Linked DNA regions of Mus musculus: region 1 is linked to region 2. Evidence: chromatin contacts called from public promoter capture Hi-C data. All regions are on one chromosome and are shown on one strand. The core of a region is the stretch at or near the end of the contact, and the rest is flanking DNA. Distances in the headings are between cores, read along the strand shown.

Region 1 (7,078 bases), core at 4,214-6,713, 1.3 Mb before region 2:
CAAGGAAGTCAGGACTGGAACTTAAGCAGGGCAGTGGACAGGAGCTGATGCAGAAGCCATGGAGGGATGTTCTTTACTGGCTTGCTCAGCCTGCTCTCTTATAGAACCAAGACTACCAGCCCAGAGATGGTCCCACCCACAAGGGGCCTTTCCCCCTTGATCACTAATTGAGAAAATGCCTTACAGTTGGATCTCATGGAGGTATTTCCTCAACTGAAGCTCCTTTCTCTGTGATAACTCCAGCTGTGTCAAGTTGACTCAAAACTAGCCAGTACACCACATATGTCTATATCATTTGAGAGATGAGATCTATCACTAAACCACAAATGCTATTTTTCTTTTACAAAACTAATTAATTATTTTGATATGTATGAGTGTTTTGCCTGTGTGTGTGTCTATGTACCAGATTCATGCTTGGTGTACACAGAGGCCAGGAGAGGGTGTCAGATCCCCTGAAACTGGGCTGCACGTGGAAGCAGAGACTGTATGGGATTCTATGCAATATGTCAAGAAAATAAGGGGTGGTGGTGGATTATATAGTAGGAAATATTAATTTTCCTTCTTGCCTTAGGCTATTTATATTCTCAGATGAGAGACAGCCTTAGATTGTTAAATGGCCTTAGGCAGCACAGTAGCTGGGCAGCTGCCTACCCGCCATGCTATTAGAATCTGCTTTCCTATTGATAACCCCAAGTTATCACTCAGTATTTACTACATTCCATCTGGGCTGCTCTTAACTCAGTTGGGTAGCCAGCCCTCTGGGCCACTTTGTCCTGGCCCTTAGCCCGTGACAGCTCACTTTCTCCCTCCTGCACGTTCTTCTTCTTCTTCCATGGCGGCTTCCCTTCCTCTTCTTTCCCACCTCGAGGTCCTCTTTCTACCAAGCCCACCCTATCTATGTCTCTTCTGTCCAGTTATTCGGTGTTGGCATCTTTATTCACCAATTAGAATTAACGTGGGGTGGGGCAGGGCCGGGGCAAGGTCCCAGGGGCTATCGGCAGACACCAGGTCTTGGGGGCCAGCGCTTAGCATTATAGCAGATAGTAAAAGACAAAACCTCAAGTGTTGTGACTCAGACACAGAAGTTTTCCGTCTTTAGTGACTGTTGACAATCCCTTTACACGCTGGTCCTTCACACACTTTGCACTTCTCCATTTCCCAATCTCCCCGCTTCTTTCTCCTTCCCTTCCTAAACTGTTATGTAGCTGCCAGTGGACACGGGTCACTGGGTTCCTGAAAGGAAAGCCAGGATTGGATGGGGAGGACACCAAGAGACAAAGAGCCAAGACAAAGTTCTCAGAGCAAGGCTCAATCTTTAATTGTAGGGTCTGATTTTTAAAGGGGGGGACACCCATCCCCCACTATGCCAGGATCTTGATGTCACTTCGGATCTCATCAGGAAAGCTAGCTCAGCTGCTCAGCGGGTAGGTTTTTGTAGGAAACTGGCAGACAAAAGATGTTACCTAGGTCAGAAGACTCCACCCTAGGTGGGATAGCCTACTGTGGCAGAAACAAAGTCTGATTCAGCCCACCTAAGACTGGGGAGAAGGGCACACTATTACATTTTTAGTCTTCTTCAGTCTGTGACAGTTTCTATCTAGTTCTTGCTGCCTCTCGACCTTGACAGTCTTAAAAAATTTTGTCAGGTGCTCAGCAGATTTTTTTTTTCTCAATTTGAATTCGCATGATGTTTTCTGCTGTAATGATTGAGGTTACAAATTTTGGCAGCAATATTTTGGAGGGGAGACACCCTTCTTATCACATGAAAGCAGGTGATAATTATAGAACTTTTTGTTGTTATTTTGAGACAAAGTCTCTCTGTGTAGCCCAGGATGGCCCCTGGAATTCACGATTCTCCTGTTGTTATTTCTCAGGGTGCCAAGCTTATAGCAGGCTTTAGAGACTACAGTGTGCTTCTTCCAGACTTTCACTGGTGATCTTTAACCGTCATTACTTGCTTAAGGATGTAACTTGCCATCTTGTTGAGTTTGCTCTGCACCCCTTTTCTTACATTTTTACACGTCTTTTTTTCTGTTAAATGTGTGTGATTTTTTTTTTCTCTTATTATTCAAGAACTTAGAAGGGCCAGGAATGGTAGCACTCACCTACAAGTTTGACTACCAGCGAGGCTAAAGCAGGATAATCACAAGTTCTAGGTCAGTGTAAACAACTTGGTGAGCTCCTTTCTCAAAAAACAAACCAAACCAAACAAACAAATAAAAAACCAAGCAAACAGGAAAATGGAATTTAAAAAAGGAGGCCTGGGACTATAGCTCAGTGGTAGGGTGCTTTCCTGGTATTTGTGAGGATATAGGTTCAATTCCTAGTACTGAATACAGCAAAGTTTAAAAGTATCTTTTATTCGGCTGATGTAATTGTCATCTTGGAGGTCTACTGCCTCAGTGTGCTAACCCGGGCCTTGTCCTGGAAGCTTCTAGGCTCCATAAAATCTTCTCTAGGCCTAGAATGTTTTAGCCTGAGACATAGAATAGGCTCATCCTTTCTAGCTCTTTCTGAACTCTGATTGGCTGGTTCAACTCTGCTGTTCTGGCTCAAACTCCTCTCCAAGATGATTCAAATTGGCTTCTCTCTCAGTCTGACTTGTTGCTGTGCTTGGCCTCAAACTAACTCTGGCAATCTGTGTTGCGGTAAATCTCTAACCCAATATGCCCTGGCAATGAAAACACAACTCAATTAATATGAATACATGCTGTGAACCTAGACTGGGCAGATCTACTGCTACTTTACCATCTTCCACATCTATGAGACCCCTTAGAACTTGTGATTTCCCCAGGCCATGTGCTTCTGCTCTGCTTTTCTTCCTTATCCTTCTCCCCTGTGTCCTCTCCCTCTTCCATTTTTCTCTTTCTTTTTCTGCTCCTTTCACTCTACCTTCCCTTTTATCTGCCCAATCATCAGCTCTCCTTTATTTTACACTTTAAGGTGGGAAGCAGGTTTACAGGAAATCACCTGAGTGCTGACTCATTCCTTGTTCACAACCCCTCACAGGAGAACAGAGTGAACATCAAATATAATTAGCCCCAGGGCTATCCACAGCAAATCTGTTTTAATCTTCTGTCTCCTCCTTCTCTGGCTCATTCTGTATTTACCTGTGTCTAGCTTGTCCTCTCTCTGCAAACTGTCCGGGTAAAATTGTCCTCTTTCCTTCTTCACGGCTTCCTTTCCTCTCTCCTCTTGTGAGAGTTGGGCATATCCAATTCTGTCCAGTCTTTCTCTGATTCGTCACTTTGCCACTCAACTAGATATCACTTTCAAACATGGGTGCTTCATTTTTACAAAGTAACTTTACCTCCACTGTTTGGGATTAAGGACCTGTTTGTATTCCAGCAAGAGGGACTGAAGCTGTGTGCTAAGGGCTGAGCCACACCACAACTAGAAACAGATTTTTTTTTTCAATAAATAAGAAAATCTTGGGGTTCATAGTGTGATCAAGTATCCGGCAAAGTAGGAAGATTCCCTCCTCTGAGCTAAAGGTTTAACTCTCCTCTTCCTATAGTTGTGTATTTCAGTATGTTTTTGTTTTTTCTCCTGGCCCCTGCTACTGAAATAAAAATTCTGAGATTCAAACCTATTTACAAATACCTAGTTCATTAACTTTGCCTGTTCCTTGACTCACAAGAAACATTAGCTCATAAATTAATTACCCCATTATTCTATTCTAAATCCTGCCATATGACTGGTTACCTGGTCCTCAGGTTTTTGCTTTGGTCTCCATCAGCATTCTGGGGTCATTCTCTCACCTGTCTCTGTCCCAACATATTCTCTCTCTCTCTCTCTCTCTCTCTCTCTCTCTGCTGGATGTCCCACCTTTTAACTTCATGCCTAAGCTCATTGGCCAATCAGCTTTTTATTGACAGGTCAATGTTTTTATACAGTGCACAAGAGATTTATCTCTATACTCATTTGGATGATCACCGAAGCTGTTGTTGACAGTTATTCACCTTTTATTGTTTTCCTTTTTTTAAAGACCAATGATTCTAGAGCTAAAGATAATGAAGGACCCTCTGTGTAGCTCAAGCTTGTGCAAGGAGGTGACAGTTGGGTGATTCACTAGCAATATTTTGACTGCCATTAGAAGAATAGAGTCAATCATACATGGTTGTGTGGTGTACTGGAAAGAGCAGGAGATCAGAGGGACTTGGTTAGAATTTAGGTTTTACTCTGTATTGGCTGTGAGATTTTGGATGATACAATTGACTTTCCTGCTTCTCTAGACTGCAATGATTTGAAATGCTAAAAAGAATTCCTACCACTTACATAAAAACACTGTCAGTAAGACAGCTAGTGCCTGCATAGAAACCCTGGAGTATATTAGCATTGTAAGTTTGCACATACAGTTGAAAGGTGTTGAGGAAGGAGATTTATAAGTGTCTACTGATATGTTTATAGATATTTTATTTTCAACTGGAGGTACTGGTAGAAATATTCTTTTTCTATTGTCAAAAAATTTTTTTAGCACACACATCCTTTTTGTTACATGTCACCCAACTAATTAATGAGTTTATTAATTGTTTTATTTTATGAAGTAATTTGTGCATGTAGGTGTATATTACTGGGAGTTGAACTCAGGGCTTAACTGCTAGATTAACTTTTGACTAGCTTATTATAGTCAGGCTCTCATGGAGTTTTTTCTGTTAAGATTCAACAATTCATTTACTCTTTCACTTAGATAACGTAGATCACCTGTTCTCAACCTGTGGCTCTGTAACAACCCTTTCACAGTGGCAGTGTAAGACTTATCAGAAAACACAGATGTTTACACTAGGATTTATAACATAGCAAAATTAGTTATGAAGTAGCAACAAAAATAATTTTATGGTTGGGGGACACCATATTACAAGGTCAAAGCATTAGGAAGATTGAGAACTACTGCCTTAGAGTTTTTAAACCACTCTCTCTCTTTTTTAATGTAGGAGAGTGTGCCTCTTTTCCCACAGCAAACATGGCGGAACAAACTTCAACCTGACGTCTTGCGCCCTCAACAAAGATGGCTACAGCACTTCCTGCTCTTGCCTTTAACAAAGATGGTCGCAATACTTCCTGTCTAGGACTTTTGCCCTCAACAAAGATGGTCTTTATGGTACAGGTTCCCTAGCAGTCTGGATTCCGGTTGTAGTTTTAGTTATTCTTTTTTTTTTTTTTTTTAAACGGTACGTGGTCGCAGACGTAAGTAAGATGACTCCATCTTCTCTCGCTGTCCCCGCGCCGTGGCGACATCGCCCCTGCGCGGCTCTCCCGGGGGCTGGACCGGGGTTCGGGTGGCGGTGCCGGGGGTCGGTTTCCTCCGAGAGGACAGTCTGCGGCTTCATTTACCGTGAAAATCGTCGGTAGCTCTAACTGTGCCACAACCACGGCTTTCAGCTGCCGAGACAGGGAACTTTTTACAAGTTCCAAATGGAAACACGCTGCCAAAACAAAACAAAACAAAACGGTCACCCACGCCCTCCTCACCTGCCACCTCCCGATTTGGCGGAAGATCGCGAGCAAGGCTGGGATCCGACGTCCCGCTTGTGTGGGCTGAGGGTGGCAGAAGCCCCGCCCGCCACCCTTGCTCCCCTTGCCTTCATTGCCACCGCAAGCCACCCCGCAGCACACTAGCGACCTGAGCTCATTCAGTGTCCCATGCATGCGTGCTCACGGCCCTACTGCGACCCACATTCCGAATTCTTGTGAGGCTTATCGGTAAAGGCACACAAACACTCATTTTCTTGAGGGTGCTTGTCCTTTCTTTGAATGCTCTATAAACTTCTTTCCTCCGGACTGTCTTCTATTGCTGGTCAGGGTCTATAAATAAATGTCCCTGGTGCTTTTTAGCAGTTTCTAAAGCGTGGGTGCTGGACTAACTCTGGCAAAGCAATATTGAAATCCACTATTTTCTAGCATTTAATTTTATATAATAATATAAATAGATTAATAAATCTGTAATCCTTAGGGATTGCATTTTAAGTAAGGGATCAGATCTGTTTTCTGTTGGCTCTCTTACTGCACAAGGAATTGAAATAGGGCCCCATTATCGTGAGAAGCAGAGGTAGAAACATCCATAATGAGTGTCGTTCATTATGCCGGGAAGTGTTTGAAATATCCGTGGTTTGGCTTAACAGCCGCTTAGGAAACACCGTGGCTCAGCAGCCTCTTAAGATATAAAGACCTGACTGATTTTTGAGGTGCTCATTAATGAGTTTGCAGCAATACACTGACTTTGGGGGGGGGGGTGTCCATCAGCATTCCTGAAACCTAGGTGCTCATTTTGGCTCTTTCCAGGAAGAAATGGAAGCCAGAGACAAGCAGGTACTCCGCTCCCTGCGTCTGGAGCTGGGTGCCGAGGTACTGGTGGAAGGACTGGTTCTTCAGTACCTTTACCAGGAAGGAATTTTGACAGAAAACCACATTCAAGAAATCAAAGCTCAAACCACAGGCCTCCGGAAGACAATGCTGTTGCTGGACATCCTGCCTTCCAGGGGCCCCAAAGCTTTTGACACCTTCCTCGATTCCCTCCAGGAATTTCCCTGGGTAAGAGAGAAGCTGGAGAAGGCGAGAGAGGAAGTCACAGCCGAGCTGCCTACAGGTAGGCCCCAAAGAGATCCCCTCAAAACAGCTCTGGAAGTGTTGCAACCATGCCCAGTGGATTGGAATTTGGTCTTTTAGGAGGGACCAGGGCCACGAGCATGGGCAACGGTTTGGATGCAGAGGGCATGGCGTCGGAGGGTCAAGACGAGGAGGCGGTGTTAGGAAACTCGAGGAAGGAAGGGAACATGAACCCTGAGGCTGAGGGGTTAAGGAGGGAACTGAGAGTACAATTTAGACATGCTTCCAGGGGAACTTGGCAAGTCACATGGGAGGCTTGTTCTCATCGGAGAGCCAGGTCAATCTGAGCCCTTTGGCAACAGGAACCGTTTGGAAAGCGCAGATGGGAATGCAGGCTTTGGCCTACTGATAACTGATTTGTGGGGTGCCAAGCTGCCAGCTGGAGGAGGTCAGATCATGGGAGACAGCCTCTAGGAAGGCATGTCCTGCACCTGTCCCCACAGCCAGCCTCCAAGGCCAAGGGGATTATTTT
Region 2 (7,366 bases), core at 2,060-4,559:
TAGAGAGTGGGGGTTGGAGAGTTGGGAAGGGTTACAACCGACTGGAACTCCAGTTCTAGGGAATCCAACAACCTGCTCTGAACTCTGCTGGTGCCTGTGCTCACACGCACAAACCTCTACCTACTACACACAAATATATATACATACATATTTTACAAATAAATCCCTTTAAAAGATGATGTTTTCAAAAGCAAGCAGGGTGAACTTCAATAGGATCATTGTGTAATTCCTTAATGACTAATAGGAACAAGTGAGTGCCAAGTCACTGGTACAGCAATATATGAAACCTTTCCTTACTGTTAGTTCTTTATTTTTAGTTTTCGGAGACAGGCTTTGCAATGTAGCCCTGGATATCCCTGAACTGCAGTCTTCCTGGCTCACCCTCTCTGGTCCTGGGATTACAGAGGCACAACACTATGTCAGCTTCATTACTATTTTTTAAAATTATATATTATGTGGTGTGTGTGTGTGTGTGTGTGTATGTGTGTGTGTGTATTCCACTGCATACATGTGTTAGATGAAAACATGTAAGACTTGGTTCTCTCTTTTCATCACGTGGGTCCCCAGTGCCCAAACTCAGGTCAGCAGGCTGTGACAGGAAGAGCCTAACCACTGAGCCATCTCACTGGCCCTTATTATTTGTAATGCTTTGAAAGAAGAATGGCTCAAAACAACACCAATAAGACATTATGTTATGATTCACTCCAATGCTCAAAACCTATAGTCAGTACACACTGTTTGGAAATGAATGCTGCACCTCTGGATCTTGATATTAATATTAACATCCAGACCCAAATGCTTCCTTAGAGCAATTCGGCAAATCTTCTATTTACACAGCTGTCTGGCTGCAGGGGAAAGCGAAGGTAGAAAGGACCACTGCTGTCTTACTGCTATAAACAGATTTGTCATCTGTTACACACAGGTGGCCGTGGCTCACGAGCACACTCTCTCTCTGGGCTATTCCACGAGGCCCCAAACAAAACCGTACAGGCATGAATGAGAATAGTGAGATGTTTATGCACACTATGATGGAAAGCTACTTTTAATTAACTCTCTTTTATTCCATGTACTACTCAGAATACTTCAAAAAATCTCCTCTATGAGCTCACACTTCAACCGCTGTATAAAAACAAGCAAAACCAAAGCAAACTCTTCCTCGGGACACCTGTCACTTAAAGGTGGTACAACAGCCCCCTAATAATAAATTAGGCCACCCTTCCCAACTACACTAGATCAGGCTAAAACTAACGCTCTGCTTCATTAGTAATTTTCCCCAAAGCTTTAATAAATTTCATTATTATGAAACCCCCCCCCACACACACACACACGACTAGCAAGGAAATGTATGTATAACTTCATATAATGGGCAGGAAAGAGAAACCTCAGTCCTCTTCCGTATCCCCCTAGATGTAACAAAAACTTACAATAAATCTCATCAAATCGGTGAGCAAAAAAGTAATGATTCTCAGCAAGCCATTCTTAAAAAAAAAAAAAAATCAACTCACTCAGCTAGACACAGGAAGTGTCTCTCTTTTAAATACCACAAAAATGCTGTGGATTTCCTTAATTGTAAAGTTGATAAGTATAAAAATAGCTAGCCTTGTTCTGGATTAATTTGAAGAAAACAATCGTAAACTTCCTGACTGAATTCTAGAAATTTTAATTATTAAGTTTTAAGTTTTTATTTTAAATTAATTATATTAATTCAGTCATTTTAAAAAGCTGAACGATGGCGAGGGTACAGAAACTTGGGCTGAAAACGATCCGTTGTTTAAATGGAACACATCCCAAAACTGAGAGAAACGTTTGTAAATAACTCAGTGCATGATGATCACGTGATGAATGCACATCACTTCAAAGAGAATAAAGGTCTCACTTTCTTATTGTTACTAATTTCTTGCCTGTTTGAAGTAATCCGGATTTTGCCTAGCAGTGTGACTCCTTCAAGGCTTTAGAAGTACAAATCAGAACATTTAGTGTGTGTGCTCTCCTGACAGTTTTCAAGTTGCAGGAATGTTAAACAAACGCCAAAAAAAGCAAAGAAAATTTAATCTGATACTTAAGTGCTAATTCTAGACCTAACTGAAGTGAAACTTACGCTCTTTTACTACAAAATCTCTCATCAAAGTTTCTTCTGATGTGGATAAAGATGCCTTTAATATATCCCATACCTTATTAAATTCTGGCTTTGAAAATGTGCTGTGTTCTTATAAAGAGACTGTCCCTTGGACACAAATTTGGAAGATTAGAAACTGTTCCTTAAAAAGGTCACAACACAATGAGCCAAAGTGCTTAAATTCACACAAAGGTAAGGAGAGGCTTTGTCATTTGGGTGAGTGGAAAGGAGGCAGACTGAAAATAGGGCTTTGTTTACACAGTCCAGGTACGAGGGGGGTGGGGGGGGGAGGAAGAAAGGAAGGAAGGAAGGAAGGAAGGAAGGAAGGAAGGAAGGAAGGAAGGAAGGAAGGAAGGAAGGAAGGAAAAGGTGAAGATGAGCAAAAAACAGGGAGGGGTAGGTGCAGGGGAGGGGGCAACTCGGTTTTGTTTTATTTTACCAACTAATAGTCCATACTCACTCAGGTAATAGGGCTCAAAACACCAGGGTGCAAACAGCTCTATCCAACCCTCCTTACAAGCGCGAAGAGTTTCAGTCAATAAATACTAGGTTTTCAAGCAACGCGGGCTAGTGGCGGAGTTTCTTCAACTCGCTGGAAAACTGTCCTAGCTTAGAATAACTGACTCCTCCACACCGGACTCCACGCTTCCCACACCGCGCACAGGCAGCGACAGCGCCTAAGTCACGGAACCCGAGCAAGCTCCGCGACGCCGTCCCATCACCTGGGCTCAGGGGTGGGGGACGCATCCCGGGGACCCCACAGCGGGCGCGGGCGACCGGCGCCAGTCCCGCACCGCCCACCCGCGGGGAACGCAGCGGGAGCCGGAGCCCGCCGGCGCCCGCCGCGACTACTCCCCAGCCCGGCGCGAGCGCAGCCACTTACCCGCGGCAGAAGTCATGACTGCCCCGCGCGGCTCACGCCCTCAGTCCATGGCTCCCGTTCAGTCCACACTCCCCAGAGTTTGAGCAGAAGACAAAAGTCCCCGCAGCGCCCACATTCCGTCCCGCACCGCCTGAGCGCCTCACAAAGGACGGACGCCGGCTCCCGCGACCCTCCGGCGGACCCGGGCGCTAGCGGCCAGCGACAGGGGGACGTGCACGAGCGCCGCTCCGCCGCGCTCCGGGACGATCGCCAGGCGCGCGCACGAGAGGAGATCGCAGCGGCTTCGCGGACGCGCGCCCCACCTCAACTTGAGAGAAAAATCCGCGCTCCAGGCGCCCCCTAGTAGTCAGGGGATGTAAAAGGCAGACAAAAGCCATAGCTCTCTCCAATAGGAGCTCTGGAACGCCCGCCCGCTCCCGCCCCTCCAGCCTACACGCTCACCCTCTTCTCCAATAAGCAGGTCGGAAAGGGGCGTGGGTCGCGATGCATGCCGGGAGTTGTAGTTTTCAGTGCCCCCGAGGTGGGCAGGAGCCGAAGCCTGGGTGCTGCCCGCCCTCCTGCCTTCATTTCCCATCGTGCTGAGGCGGGTGGTATGGCGGAGAAGGATGACACCGGAGTTTGACGAAGAGGTGGTTTTTGAGGTGAGGAGAAAATGGCGGGGAGTGTGGACCGTCTTTGTTTCCGAAGGACTAAAGGAAGAGCGAGAAGGCAAAGCGATTCAGAGGGGAGGGATAGGGTGACGGGCGCCTGCGGGCCTGGGTCCCCAATCCTCCGCTGTTTCGGGGCCTACTTGCTGCAGCCGCCTGACAGGTATAGCTCAGGGGATCCTGGCGTGGTTGGCCTCTGCCCCGAGCTCGCCCAGAATTCCCAGACCCGGCGCAATTGACCGGCCCTGGGCGGGAGCCTTGATCGGTTCTTACCCTATGGCTGCACCGCCCTGGACTGCGCCTCGTTGGGGCGGGGCCGAAACGTGCTGGATATTCTGTCTACTACTTAACCTCCTTCCCTTTTTATCTTTGATTTTTGCGGGCCTGTTAATCCATAAGTGCCTCCGGTCATCATCATCATCATAATCATCATCATCAAGGTGTGGCCTCTGGAATGCAGGCAGGCAGCAGGTGCCTTTCTATGTGGGGTTTAAGGTCTGTTAAGTGAGACCTGTGGCCAATGGTGTGAGCTCTGGCGTCTCAGCACCTAGGTTCCATTCTTTTGTCCTTGCTGTTGCGCTAAGTGTAGCCAGTTCTGAATGGAAGCTCTGGTCTGGATGTGAATGCTTTTGTGTTGGACTATTTTAAGATGTCTCTGCCATCTTGAATTTAAAAAATAAAGCCTAGTTAATGGCTTTAGTGCCATTTTTACCCCATCAGACAGGTCAATACCCACACCCTGGAACGTGTATGTGTATGTATTGAATATGTATGCCATACTTTCCCTCAGCCAACTAGATTTCAGGGAATTCATACAAGAGAAAGAGAAGAAATCCCCCGTGGTGTATAATGGGAGGGTGAGGTACGGTACAGAATGTGAAGTATTGAGATATCTAAAAACTGCCCGTGGAAGCATAATTTGGAACCCATTGTCCACTCATAGCACTTTAAAAAGCTACACACAGCAAGTGATACCCTAGGTAAATCTTCAGCTCTGAATGAAATTAGGAAGATTGATGGGAGAAAATGTACTCCAGGAAAAGGGTTTTATGTATGCCAAAGATCGGGGTGGGGTGACAATACTGAACGTGCAGCTTTAGGGGCTGGAGTATGGAGGGTTGCAAAGTGACTTAATATAGCTACAGTATCGAGGAGGGAAATATGACTGCTTTGCTATTATGAAGGGTCTAGATATGAGGACTTGAGTAGAGAGGACAAAGGCATACATTTTGGAAGTCAGAAAAATTAATACTGACTTGGATATTCATCTCTAATATGAAATTGAGGGAATGGCTACAGATTGAATGTGGGAGATAAAGAGGAGAAAAAAGTAGGTGGCTGAAATTTTTATTTTTTTACCCTGCTTTCTTTGGTTTCTGGACATAATAAGTGTGTTTTTGGTTTGCAGAGTTTTATTGGTCTGGGGATGTAGTTCAATGGGTAGAGCGCTTGGCTTGAATGCACAAGTCTCTTGGTTCAATTGGCAGCGCCACACAAACCTGATAGGGTGGTATACACGTGCCTGGGATTCCAGCACTCAAAAGGTGCTTTTAAGAGCATCATAAGAACTTCAAAGTATCAGCTACTTAGTGAGTTAGAGACTAGGGTGAGATAGGAGAGACCCTATCTTAGAAAACATTTTGTTACAAAAGATAAAAGCAAAAAAAAAAAAGATCTTGGAAGTTTCAAATGTGTGACTATGTTTGCATGGGGTTTTGTTTTGGTTTGGTTTGGTTTTCTAGTGTGAAAGATGTACCACAGAGTTTTGAATCTATTTTTATGTAAATTTAACTTTGTCATTAATCTTGTTCCCACTCATCCACTCCCTTTTCTTTTCGGAGATAGAAAGGGTCTTAGTATGGAATCCAAGCTGGTCTTGAACTTTGAACTCTCCCATCTTAGCCTCCTGGTATTATAGGTGTATCCCATCATGTCCCACAATAATATAAACATTATGTTTCTTAGATTTACATTTATAGATTTATTAAGCATTTAAAAATTTGGTGCTAGGGGTTGAACTCATGGCTTCCCCATGCTTAATAAGTACTCTCAGCCTAGCTTCTTAAAAATTGATTTACATGAATTCTCCTTCTGTTTTCTTTTCTGTTGGTCAGTGCATTGCTTTTATGTTTTATTATTTTATGTGCATGGATAGTTTGCCTGCATGGATGTCTATGCACCACATGTGTGCTTGGTGCTCTTGGAGACTAGAAGAGTGTGTGAGATCCCCTGTAACTAGAGTTATAAACAGTTGTGAGCCTACATGTGGGTGCTGGTGACTGAACCCCCCAGCCCCCGTCCTCTGGAAGAGCAATCAATGCTCTTAACATCTCGTTAGCCTCTGCATGAATTATTCATCTACTGCTTTGCCATTATCATATGTGTAGACTTACTGTTCCAGCTCTCTGCTTAACTTTTTGATTATTGTCACACGAGAGTATACATAAGGCATATACACATACCAAGAGCGTACACAACGATGGGTGTGCGAATAATAAGTGGAACATCACTAACACCACTGCCTCCTTCCTGCTGTTTGTCAGTTTCTGGTTCCCACCCTAAGGATAAGTACTACTCAGAACTGTAATGACTAACCCAGATTAGTTTCATCTGCTCTTACTGTCTGTACACTGTCAGGCATCACTTACATACTTTCTTTTTCTTTTTCCTTGCTGCTTTGTGACATTCATTTATATAATTACCTATGCATTTTTTTGATACAGTATTCCATGTGACTATATGGCTCTTTTTAATCAGGTCTTCTGAGGGATGTACATTAGGTAGTTTCTGCTTTGAAATTGTTGTAAATAGTATTACTGAGGACTTTTCTTTATTACTATTATTAATAATATATGTATGAGTACATTGCCTCTATCTTCAGACACACCAGAAGAGAGCATCAAATCCCATTACAGGTGGTTGTGAGCCACCATGTGGTTGCTGGGAATTGAACTCAAGACCTCTGAAGAACAGTCAGTGCTCTTAACCTCTGAGCCAATGTGCGGTTTTGGTAAGCATATTTTTTTTGTTGGGTATATACTTAGAACTGAAAATGCTAAATTATAGAAAAGAGATGTATTTGCCTTACATAGATACTCTAAAGCAGTTATGGACACTCCTGTCAGCAGCATGTAAGAGGTCTCCTTATACCATATCCTCACCAGCACTCTTTCAGCTTTTGTATCCGTCTGATAGATGTGTATTGTTACTTTTGTGTGTTTTTCATTTCTGTATCGTCAGTATGGAACTTAAGATGACCACTGTGAGTCTTTATATTGGTTTTTCTCTTACTATTAAAAAAAACTGTGTACAAAGGTACAATTCCTTCATTATATATCTACCCGACATCTCTTAGGGTATATGTATGTGGCTTCTGCACATTTTTAAAAGTAAATTTTTATTACATGTGTGTGTGTGTGTGTGTGTATGTGTGTGTGTGTATGTCAGAAGCCAATTTGCAAGTGTTGATTCTCAGCTTCTACCATGTAGGACCTGAAGTCAAATTCATGACGTGGCAGCAAGTCCCTTTGTCCACTGAGCCATCTCAGTGGCAGCTTCTGTACTCTTAACAGTTCATTGCAAAGAATACAGTCTCCTAAATTCATTCAAATCCACTTGATCTTTTTTTCTTGTATGTATGGATAATGCTCCAAGGAAATACTCGTGTAACCCTAAAATCACAAAGATGTTTTCTCTAAAAGTTTTGGCCTTTTGCAATTG

The links. Capture Hi-C pulls out chosen DNA fragments and counts their contacts.
Region 1: a contact with region 2 is called in a promoter capture Hi-C map of adipose tissue, with 3 times the contacts expected there. The contact joins the promoter of Cradd here to the promoter of Fgd6 in region 2. A contact is called at or near these places in 3 of 39 promoter capture datasets (hippocampal neurons, liver and pre-B cells), 1 of 484 Hi-C or Micro-C datasets (CD4 T cells), 1 of 115 datasets of contacts at active chromatin or transcription factors (pancreatic cancer cells) and 2 of 9 other capture datasets (adipose tissue and liver).

The regions. Positions count from the first base shown.
Region 1 is chr10:95,322,094-95,329,171 of GRCm38.p6, reverse strand. It overlaps Cradd (CASP2 and RIPK1 domain containing adaptor with death domain), which reads left to right and starts at 5,463. Exons shown (of 3, transcript NM_001330138.1): 1 at 5,463-5,703; 2 at 6,283-6,586. The coding sequence starts at 6,289.
Region 2 is chr10:94,031,944-94,039,309 of GRCm38.p6, reverse strand. It overlaps Fgd6 (FYVE, RhoGEF and PH domain containing 6), which reads right to left and starts at 3,309. Exons shown (of 21, transcript NM_053072.3): 1 at 3,000-3,309. The coding sequence starts at 3,015. Vezt (vezatin, adherens junctions transmembrane protein) reads left to right here and starts at 3,511. Exons shown (of 12, transcript NM_172538.5): 1 at 3,511-3,640. The coding sequence starts at 3,605.